2 separate regions of the Drosophila melanogaster genome follow, and region 2 is linked to region 1. Evidence: chromatin contacts called from public HiChIP or PLAC-seq data. All regions are on one chromosome and are shown on one strand. Each heading gives the region's core, a stretch centred on a gene start, on an enhancer-like site or on the middle of the called end of the contact. The rest is flanking DNA. Distances are from core to core; before and after follow the strand shown. Region 1 holds the start of nmdyn-D6. Region 2 holds the start of CG43088.

Evidence for each region. HiChIP or PLAC-seq counts read pairs in DNA pulled down with a chosen protein or histone mark.
Region 2: an H3K27ac HiChIP or PLAC-seq map of the Kc167 cell line shows a contact between it and region 1, with 3 times the contacts expected there. The contact joins the promoter of CG43088 here to the promoter of nmdyn-D6 in region 1. A contact is called at or near these places in 3 of 107 Hi-C or Micro-C datasets (the Clone 8 cell line, the S2 cell line and cellular blastoderm embryo) and 1 of 6 datasets of contacts at active chromatin or transcription factors (the Kc167 cell line).

Annotation. Positions count from the first base shown.
Region 1 is chrX:14,581,181-14,586,363 of dm6, forward strand. nmdyn-D6 reads left to right here and starts at 2,497. Exons shown (of 2, transcript NM_132737.2): 1 at 2,497-2,772; 2 at 2,849-3,436. The coding sequence starts at 2,573. The coding sequence ends at 3,104. mRpS25 (mitochondrial ribosomal protein S25) reads right to left here and starts at 1,802. Exons shown (of 3, transcript NM_078598.2): 1 at 1,577-1,802; 2 at 1,319-1,513; 3 at 956-1,175. The coding sequence starts at 1,713. The coding sequence ends at 1,004. It overlaps sbm (sobremesa), which reads right to left. Exons shown (of 9, transcript NM_132738.2): 9 at 3,553-5,183. It overlaps CG14414, which reads left to right. Exons shown (of 4, transcript NM_176729.3): 3 at 402-494; 4 at 569-994. The coding sequence ends at 853.
Region 2 is chrX:14,700,126-14,705,453 of dm6, forward strand. CG43088 reads left to right here and starts at 2,233. Exons shown (of 3, transcript NM_001258741.2): 1 at 2,233-2,438; 2 at 2,493-2,919; 3 at 2,978-3,529. The coding sequence starts at 2,233. The coding sequence ends at 3,433. The region is part of intron 3 of NetB (Netrin-B); the gene reads right to left.

The DNA.
Region 1 (5,183 bases), core at 1,247-3,746:
CTGTATCTATACTCGCAGATGCACTAGCCTAAAAACGCAGCTATGTTATTTTTATATCTGTCACCCATACAGCAAAAGGGTACACGACTTGCAGAAAAGTATGTTCAAGAAGAAGGACTCTTTAAAATGCATATATACATCACTAACTATGTATATATATCATATAGATTCTATAGAATTTGTTATGTACAATGGTTTTCTACATCTTAGCTAGGAAAATACGCAAGCAACAACTTTAGAACATTGTCTAATAACCAGATATTAAGAATCAATTACATATGCTGAAAGTTATCTTTTAGGATTTGTCATTTTATAGTCAGCTTAAATATGTGGCTGCACCGCCTTGAATGATATTTATTACTTAGCTATTCCCACTCACCAATCCCAAAAATTCACTCCAGAACGAGGGAGCCACCAATGCGCTACTGAAACTGGACGGAACCAGCGTGGGAAATCGCTCGATAGCCGTGCGTTTGGCCAAGAACATTAAATATGTAAGCAAAGACCTTCGAGTCACCAAGCTAGCTATCCAAACTTCAAATCGATTCTGTTTCCTATATATATATAGGATGAAACGCAGAAGCCAAAGCCGCGCCTGGATATACCGGCCTTGGGCACAGGTAAACGCGAGGAGAAGGTCAGCAAAACGGAGGCCATTCGGGCCATTGAGGCCAAGCTGAAAATGTTGGAGCGCCAGACAGACGACAATCTCGAGCTGAATACAGCGGGCAGGGGCGAGGCCAACGTGCCCTTCATCCAGCGCTATCAGTTTAACAAGGATCGCGACGGTTCGCAGCGCTACGGAAAGTCATCGGCTCCATATCATCACCAGCAGCGTCCCAAGCGCCACTAGGCTCAATCGACCCACACTCGACTTTGCCACCGTCTCACGCATTAGTCTGTAAAAATCATTAGTACTTAGGGCGCTACCTCAGCAGACGAGCCTTGCAGGTGTAATTTACAATTAATTTATTAAAAAAAAAGGTACAATCAGAGCGAACGTCTATTTGGGTGCGAACAAGATCTTGCCGCGCATGTGATCGGGCAGCGGCACGGTTCCGGGACAGGGCACCTGGCCGGGGATCTCGCAGATGCAGTGCCTGCCGCATCCGTAGCCAAAGTTGGCCGGATTGTCCTTGCTCTCCTTTAGGCGCTCCTCTGCGTCCAGTTGCTCCCTGAAATTATGGAATAGGATGTGTATTAAGTTATAGCTTATGATGCTGAAAAGGTATCAGAACTGAGCTAGCTTCTTCTTAACTCCCAACTCATAGTTCTACAAAATGTGATACACGAATAGAATCTTGATGTGTGTTCTCACCGGGTTTTGCCCACCACCTTAACCAGGTGATCGATGATGTCGTTCCGATTCCGACTGTCCAAATCTATAAGCATATCGCGTCCATCGTCGAAGTAGCAGCGCACAAACGGCGAGGGCGTCATGTTCTTCAGCGTGAGCACCTGGACCTCGGGATTCTTGAACTGGATCTGCGGTATGTTCCAGAAAACAAAGTCCCTGTGCGCATTGCATTTATTAGCGTATATTTCAGTTATTAGACAATTCTATGCCATAACTTACCGAGCGCCCGCGTGATGAGCACCATATGTGTTGTAGTTCACGCTGAAAATGCGCACCTTGTCCTTCAGCACCAGCTTACCGGCATTCAGATACTTCAGGGTGCGGCGGATGGGCTCACGGCCCTTCATGAACGGCATTTTGCACTTTTAATTCAAATACGCCTAAGTAAAACAAAAGAAATCCAATAAAAGAGCGGCTGCTTGTGTAATGCGAACAGCTGATCGGTCGGCTAGTGGCTCCCACAAGGCGCAAGCGGAACTATCGATATAAGCGCGGTATCGATGCAGACCAGAAATGTTTCCACTTAAAAGAAAAAATACGAATATTTATATGTTTTTATATGGGCGTGGCAGTTTTGGGTGGTTTGTAGACGTAATAAAGAGACATCAGGAAGAAACCTGAGCTGCTTGCATAATCTTAACTTTCCAGCATTTGCTCTGACGAGCGTTAGAGTGGGTGTGGTAACATTTGGAAACAAACTTGCGTCTACGTCTCTAGAAGCTGCATGCTTCATCTCAATATTCTAGCTTTTATAGTTCCTGAGATCGAGGCGTTCATACGGACAAATGGACAGACGGACAGGGTCGGAACAACTCGGCTATTGATCCTGATCAAGAATATATATACTATACATACGGAAACACTTCCTTCTGCCACTTACATACTTTTCAACGAATTTAAAATACCCTTTACTCCACGCGTAACGGGTCTAAAAATGGGTAGAACTATTATTGACTAACATAATTAGAAAACGCGTTAAATCTTCAATCTTACATTTTTTAAATTAAAAAAAAATTTTTTTTTTTGAGCATGGTCTAAAAAAGATAAATGCTTGCTTATATTTCATTTCAGTGGAGTACGTCTATTAAATGAAACAACACTTTCGATTTCTCTGGTCATATATCGATAGATCCGTTAAGCCGAACCGGCTGGCTAATTTGTTTACCTCTTAAACTTAAACTTTAAAGCTTCTTATTCTACCACAATCAGCAGGACATGGAAATAACACTCGCTCTGATAAAGCCGCACGTGCTGCGGAATACCTATGCAATGCAGCAGATCCGAGCCCTGATCTCCCAGAACTTCACCATTCTTGACCAGAAGGAGGTTTGCATTACGAAAGAACTATCTGAGCGATTTTACGCGGAGCATAAGGGAAAATTCTTCTACCACCGACTAACCAGTTTTATGAACAGGTTCGTATAGTGCCTGGGCACATCCTTAAATCCTAAGCCACTTAGTTGGTATAACCATTTGGTATATCTTCTTCAGCGGACCCAGCTACGCCCTGATTCTCCAGTCGGAAACCTGCATCCAGAAGTGGCGCAGTCTTCTGGGTCCCACCAAGGTGTTCCGTGCCGTGTACAGTGATCCCAACTGCATCCGGGCATTGTACGGAATATCCGACACTCGCAACGCCTGCCATGGATCCGACAGCGAGGCATCCGCCCTCCGCGAGATCAGCATCCTGTTCCCGGAGTTTGACGCGGCTGTTGGGAGTCGCCAGGCGAAAAGGGAGGAGGCGTAGTCGAGGAGTTCTTGATCCTTAGATTGATCAAGATGTCTACTACCAAAGCAGTTCATGAAAAATGTTTACATGTTGTTCAAGTAGCTATTGGAATTGTCCTAATTTATGTTTCTTATTTTTAATGCCTGGCATTTTTAGATTAGTATTTAGGCTAGACTAGAATGTTGTCATATGGTATGCTTTAAAAGTAATTGAAGTTTATGATACTTTTTGTGACTAGTGTACTAATATGTTTATATATTTATATATATATATTAGCAAAACAAAAACTATACTTCTTGTTGATAACTAATAAGAATTAGATGATTAAGGAATTTGGCAATGTTCTTTCGAAAGAAAAATCGCTGTAATAAAAGAAGTCAATTGAAAAGTTAATTTTTTATGAAGTTACTAACAACACCCTGCCGTAGATGGAACTATGGCAATTAACTTGAGATAACAGCGACATGTGTTTCAAAAACTTTATTTCGTCAATTTCCGGTTTACATAATACAATTCTTTTGTTATTAGGTGGTAGGTACATGTATAGATAGAGATTTTCTTTTCGATTTGCTCTGGTTTCCGTTTAGCTCATTGTAAATAGTTGGTAATAAAATTATAAAATTTATAAACTTAACAAATTATATAAATATATATATATTTATGTGTGGGTAAGTTCTGTAGTACGCCTATAAATAGGTAAAGATATAAATGTTTTGTATATCGGTTCAGACAATTGAGAAGCATAGCAAGAAATTCAAAAACGGGAAATATGTCATTAAAAAACTTCAAAATTCTTGTATTTTGTTTGCGAGCGAGACGGCACCTGCGCACCTGCTGTCTTTTTCTAACTCGTGTGCGACGAGTCCTTCACGAATAACAGAAAACTAATGTAAAGAAAAAAAAATGGCATTTTATGTATTTATAATAATAATAATAAAGTATAACCGTCTCTCTAAATCTAGTTCTAGTTTTGGTTGCAACGATTTGTCAAAGCAGACACAAGTCGCAAAAAAATGTATTTAACAAGTATCCATAGTAGTATTTACGTTTGCTTCGCTTTCTTTTATTTTTATTTGTTTTTTTTTCTATTTTTTTGTTTGAATTTTCTCATTGTTTGTTTTCTTTACCTTACTTTTGGTATCAATTACAAATCTTTAATGCCTATTTGCAGTCCTACGAATTTCACACGCGATCCCCGACCGCCAGGTGGCGCTCTAGTCGCACAAAGTTAGAAACATTCAGTTTGGGATGTTTGTATTTAGCATTTGTCCTCTTTCTTTCGTTACCATGTTGCTTTTGCATTATTATCATAACTATGATCATTCTCCATCACACACATATACTCGTACATATATAAATATTGCTATTCCAGCCGATCTCTAGATCGGGGCTAACTCGTAAATAACGCCAGCGAAAAATCCAAAATGAGAACAAACAAGGATATTTCGAAGCTCTGCGGCGAGTGTTGACTTTGGTGGGCACTGTACGGATTGGTGGTGTCATCGATTCCTGGCGGCACTGTACTCAAACCTCAAGATCCCATCATGCCCAGATAATACTAATAATAATAGGTATTATTTATGGGGCCTGCACTTCGAGCCGCTTGGCAATGATATATATTCGACTATTTAGGTGTGTGTTTTCTTTTTAGTTGTTTCTGTCATTTGTCTTGATCTTTAATTAATAGAACACAAAAATATATGTATATATATAGATTTGCTTTGTTGTTGTATAAACGTACGTACGTATCGACTATGCAACTTGGCCTATGCGCGCTACATAAAGATACAAATGTATGTATCCACACTAAATATCTGTATATTCACATATAATCTTTGAATATAACCAGCTCATAGCATAAAAAGACTATTTCAAATAGTTTTTATTACTCTAGCACTACTTTGTCAACGACAACGTCAGTATATCAATATAGGTTGCTCCTAACACACTCTCAACCCCCTTTTGCATCCTGTCTATGCTGCACTCCTAATATATCATATCCTTGTTTGTAATAGTAATTAAGTGAATGTATTTGCTTCTCGCTCTCCGAGCTTGTTGGCCTCCCGTTTGAAATCTTGAGCACTTGCCGGGTATCCC
Region 2 (5,328 bases), core at 983-3,482, 120 kb after region 1:
GGTATGCTAAGCCCTTTCTCTTTACGATCCATTACTCCTGGGACTCGTACATTAGCCATGTCTTTCTGTCCATGTCACTTGGCTTTAACCCTGCCCACTTTGAGACCTTAGTCTTTGGTATATGGTTCTGCTCCGGGTTTTGGAGTTCGGATTCGGATTCGGATTCGGGCTTGGGTTTCGGTTTCTGTTACTCGACACAAGCATTTTTATAAGACATAAATTCAGCGATTTGGCTAAATGCGCTTCATGGACTTGGCCGGGTAATTTGTGGCCTGCCAGGGTCGTCGTTTATGTGCATTTGTGTATGCAAAGGAAAATAGGAGGAGGAAAACTGCAGCAGCATTAAATTACACTCTCATGCAGGCGCACATATCCCCACATCCGCATCCACATCCATATCCACTTCTCCATCCACATCCACGACATTTGGACGGGCGGAGGATTCAGACAAGGCGACTCTGCGACTGCGACAAGCTCATATTGCTTTATGTCTATGCCCGATTCCCTTGCCCCGATGGTTGAGCGCTTTTAATGGGACATTTTGTAAGTAAATTGCATTAATTTCACAACTTGGCTGCGAACACAATCTACTCAAAAAGCTGAAAAAGAAAAAAAACAAAAAAAAAGAGACAACCAAATTGAATAGCAATGTGCCATTGATGATGGAACGATTTATGAGCTCCATCTACGAAGCCTCGATTACGATTGTGCGCAAACCGGTTGCGAATTCGATTTCGATATCGTTGAATTCCAAATCCTACCTCATGCTCAAATCAAAATGCAATTAAAAGCAGAGAATCGATCAGTTGCAGTGGGAAAATGGCATTAGCTTTGGATATTGGTCTGGCAATTGCCACTAGATCAAACGAGTTAGTTGGCTTGTCCGGTTGGCAGAGAGAACTAGCCAGATATTCAACTCAAGCATTCAAATTGAAAAGGATGCTACTTTGGTGCTCTTTTAGTTTTAGATTGATGAACAACGAAGGTGCGGTTCTACACACTAGCCATATATGCATTTTTATTTTCACGTTTTCTTGCCCAAAAACCACTTTAATAACCCAAAGACAGCCCTTTTAAAACGTAATCTCTCCCAATTTGTGTGTGGTGAGTGAAAGGTCTCGAAAACCCCATAAGTCGTGGAGCCCTTTTGCCGGAGATTTTCCACATTCAACATTTTGCACCTAATTGAAGAGCTTACAACTTAAATTGCCACTCGATGAACTCTGTGTTGTGGCTTTCCTTTTTGGAAAATCCTCCTCTTTCCTACTGCTGATCTACATTTCCCCCCCCCCCCCTCGGACTTAGTTTTCTAATCTTTATGCTCGAATGCTGGACGCAAAGCTTCTCTATTTTCCTCTTTATTTTCATGCTCGTTGTTTTATGTGCACATATGCAGACACACACATGCAGGCGGTAAATATGCAGGAGAATTTGTATTTTGCATACCCATTAGTTGCAGGACGGCGAGGTATCTGCGGTTATGCGTTAAGTACGTAACGGAATGAACGATATGAGAAATTTCATATTTTTATGGGGCAATCAAGTGCTGCCACTAAAAGTTAACTAGATACATAAATGGATTTAATATATCTATACTTTCTAATATTATTTTTACGCATTTTAGATTTACTTTATTTTAAAATTGTATTCTATCTGTTAGTAAGCGGCATCTGAAAGTCACCTTTTTTTATGTAGCTTCCGAATGATTTTTCGTATTGTGAATAGAGCAAACGGAAAAATGCAAAGTCAAACTGCTTAAAATGCAAAACTAAAAGCTATCTGCAGCTCCGTGTATGTGCGTGTATGCGAGCTAAGCGGCAAACAAAGGCTGTTGGAAAACATAGAAAACCCTTTTGCGAAACAAAGTGCAATTGCTGCGGAGCCAGAGGTCGGAAAAGCAAGCATCTGCATCTGCATCTGCATCTATTGACAAAGCATAAAAACTGTGCAAAATAAGCAGCATCCACCATGTACAACCACATTCACACTATGTTAGCTTTCCCCAGAATGCACCCATAATCCTTAAGCCTTTTTTCTATGGCGATGGGGAGTCAGTGGAGCTTTAAATTGTCACACCGCAGTTTTAACCCAGAAACATAAATATTATTGAGAGCGATTCGCGGTTGGATGGTGCAGAGGTTCTAAACGAAATTTAAATGTAAAAAAAAAAAAAGATCGACATTTTTTTCGATTTCGATTTCATTTTCAGCTGCTCCGGCTTTTGCTATCGGAATGTTTCGATTCTCGTCGTTCCTTGCTCCTCTGAAACAGCTGACATATTTCTTTACTGAAAAGTCTTTAACCACGTGCGAAAAAAAAATGGCTTATGTTATTCCAATTGCTTGTTTTGAAGCTAGGATAAGTGGGATACCGCTGAGCTTGAGAAAATCGATGCATTTGAAATGCAATACTTGTATTTTCAATATATCTGACCAAAGGTGAGACACATTTACAGATATAGAACATACCGCCTGTAACTTTGGATTTTTCAGCTTCGTTAAGTTCTATGCAATTGACAAGATTACGTTTAAAAAGATTTTAAAGGTGGTCAAGCCATATGTGCAAGTATCTGCATTGTCACACCCAATCCAATTGGCTGCTGTGTTTCGGTACTTGGTTACTGGTTGCTCTGAGCTTGCTGTGGCCCACGATTATCGTGTTAGAATTGAAAGCAGCATGCTCGCAAAGATTCTAAATAGATTTATTCCGTTGCTACAAAAGCTTCTCTGTCAGGCTACTATATCAATCCAAATGTCCAGGCAACAAATGCAGATATCATCTAAAAACTTCTGGGAAAAATATAAGCTACCAAAAGTAGTTGCCTGTTTGGTTGGAACTCATATTGGCATTAAGAAGCCTGCAAAGGATTGCTCTGATTTCCTTAATAAAAAGGGTTATTATAGCTTGAACGTCATGTTGGTAAGTACAATGTGTACATCTGTTATATCTGATATATAGAAATCATTAATTTCCCAAGGTTTGCAACGACAATATGGAGATCATCGCAAGTGATGCCACTTTCCCTGGGTCATGCCGTGATTCAGTTATATGGAACCGTTCCAGGGCCAGAGAATTATTGTCCGTCACCTTAAACGGACATTTTATTTTGGCGAACTCCAAATACTCGCAAGAGAGCTTCGTTTTAACTCCCTACAAGAACGCAGAGATTGGAACATATCAGCATACATTTAATTTAAGGCATGCTCAAGCCAGAAATATGGTCGAACAGACTATTGAAGTGCTTAAAAACCGTTTTCTTTGCCTGCAACGAGGCTTAAAATATGAGCCATCGTTTTGTTGCATGATTGTTAATGTATGCTGTGCTTTGCACAACCTATGTGGATCGCAAAATTTGACCATAACTGATGAATTTCAATTCGAAGGAGATGATAACGGACAACGTGAACGCGATGAAATTGCTCAATCGCTCTAAGTTTAAGCATTACCCATAAATGCACGGGTATAAAAACGAGATATTAATGTAGAGTATCCATTAATTGACAAATATAATAATAAACATTTCTTCATTACACCTCATTTTTCTCATTAATAGAAATCGGACTGTAAAGCTTCATATAGCGATTGCTATACAGGTATGATATTATTTATGAAAGAAAACAAGTTATTTTGTAACTTTCAAGGGAGTAACCATATTTTGCCGACATAAAGTGCATCCACCTCATATTGAATGCTCATTAAGTGTGGCACACTAAGTGCTTGCGTGGCGGGCGCGCTTATTGCCAAGGGTCAGAGGTCACACAGTCGTACATATCCTCTTCACATTCATACATATATGCTCGTATGTGTGCCAAAGCTAATTGAATTGATCCATGGCGCGCTTGTGAAGGAAATCCATTAGCCAAAATGGCGATACATCATCTTTAAAGAGCTCCAGAGCATAAAGAAAAGCAGTCAGTCTCACGTTTCCACCGAAGGATTTGGGTTACGTTACGCATACGTCGGGTGTGACAACTTTGTCGTTCATCGGTGCGCTTGTCTATCTTTATGCGGACAAACATAAAATGTATTTAACTTAATTTAGTTCGAGTTACTTTTAAAAAAGCTTTTAAAAGTAACAGCCAAACAGGGCAAGCACAGCAGTACAAAAAAGACGACCAAGTGAATATATAAAACACGAGCGAGCGAAACCAAAACAAAAACACTCGAAACAAAAAACTTTCGCCTGGCGGACAGGGCAAAACAACGAAAAAATTAAAATAACACAAAGTTATGGGGAAAAATCGGTGCGGAATATGTGGAAAATCCTGGCTAGTAGTGGTTGAACACGGACTGCTGAACGTTGAAGTTCATTAATATGCACATATGCAGATTAAATGATTAACCGTATAACGCACAGTTGAAAAGTTGCTGGTGGATTTTAAGATTTTCCATTTGCCCAGGCCAAAAGCACTCACAATGGAATATCCGGCAGTCCTAATGAGGGACGAGCACTAAGCTAGGAAATTCCAAAAGGACTATGACACATTCATTCGCTGTCGCATGCACTGCTAGAAAAGATGGCACACTAAGTAATAAATGCTGAAATAATCAAAATATCAAAATAATATATAATATTAACTCCGATAATGGAACGTTGATGTAGTTTGTAAGCAGTACTTCTTCAGTACCTTTATCATTATATACACTTGCCCCAGACATCTAAATGTATCAATGTTCTAATGTTAATATTCAAAACTTGAATTCACTTTGATGAGTTACAGTGAAAAGGATGATGGTATAAGCTTAAAGAAGAGCAACGCATATTTGCGTTTGCCAAGCTAAACTATCAGCTAATGAAAACCCAGCGGAAAACTCCATCCATGCCGTTTTCCTGGCCCACCACTCCATTCGAATCTTGGATATTTGCTTGCCAAACGGAAATACATCAAAATAAATTCAAAGGAGCAGGTAGTGGGCAAAAAATGCTTGGCAAAGCTAACGTCAAAAAGGAATAATGCAAATATGAGCATTTACAATGGAAAGGATGCGTATTTCGGGCGGAAGTGAATGAGGATATGAATGTGAGTGCGAGTGCGAGTGTGTTTGCGAATGCGGATGTTACAGTTGTGATGAGTTGCGGATATGAGAACACCAGTGGCCATTGGCAAATATGTATGCCTAAACAAATATTTGGCACACTTTTCCGCCCATCCTCTAGCCAATCTCCCCTTTAAAAGCCCAACACACACACAACCCTCTTCAACTCGAAGACCGAAAAAAGGGTTGAAAAGCGGCAGCGAAAATTTCTACCTGATGTCAAAAGTAATTAAATGAAATGCCAACAGCAGAAGGAAGCCGAAGAACAACAACGGACAGAAGATAAACACA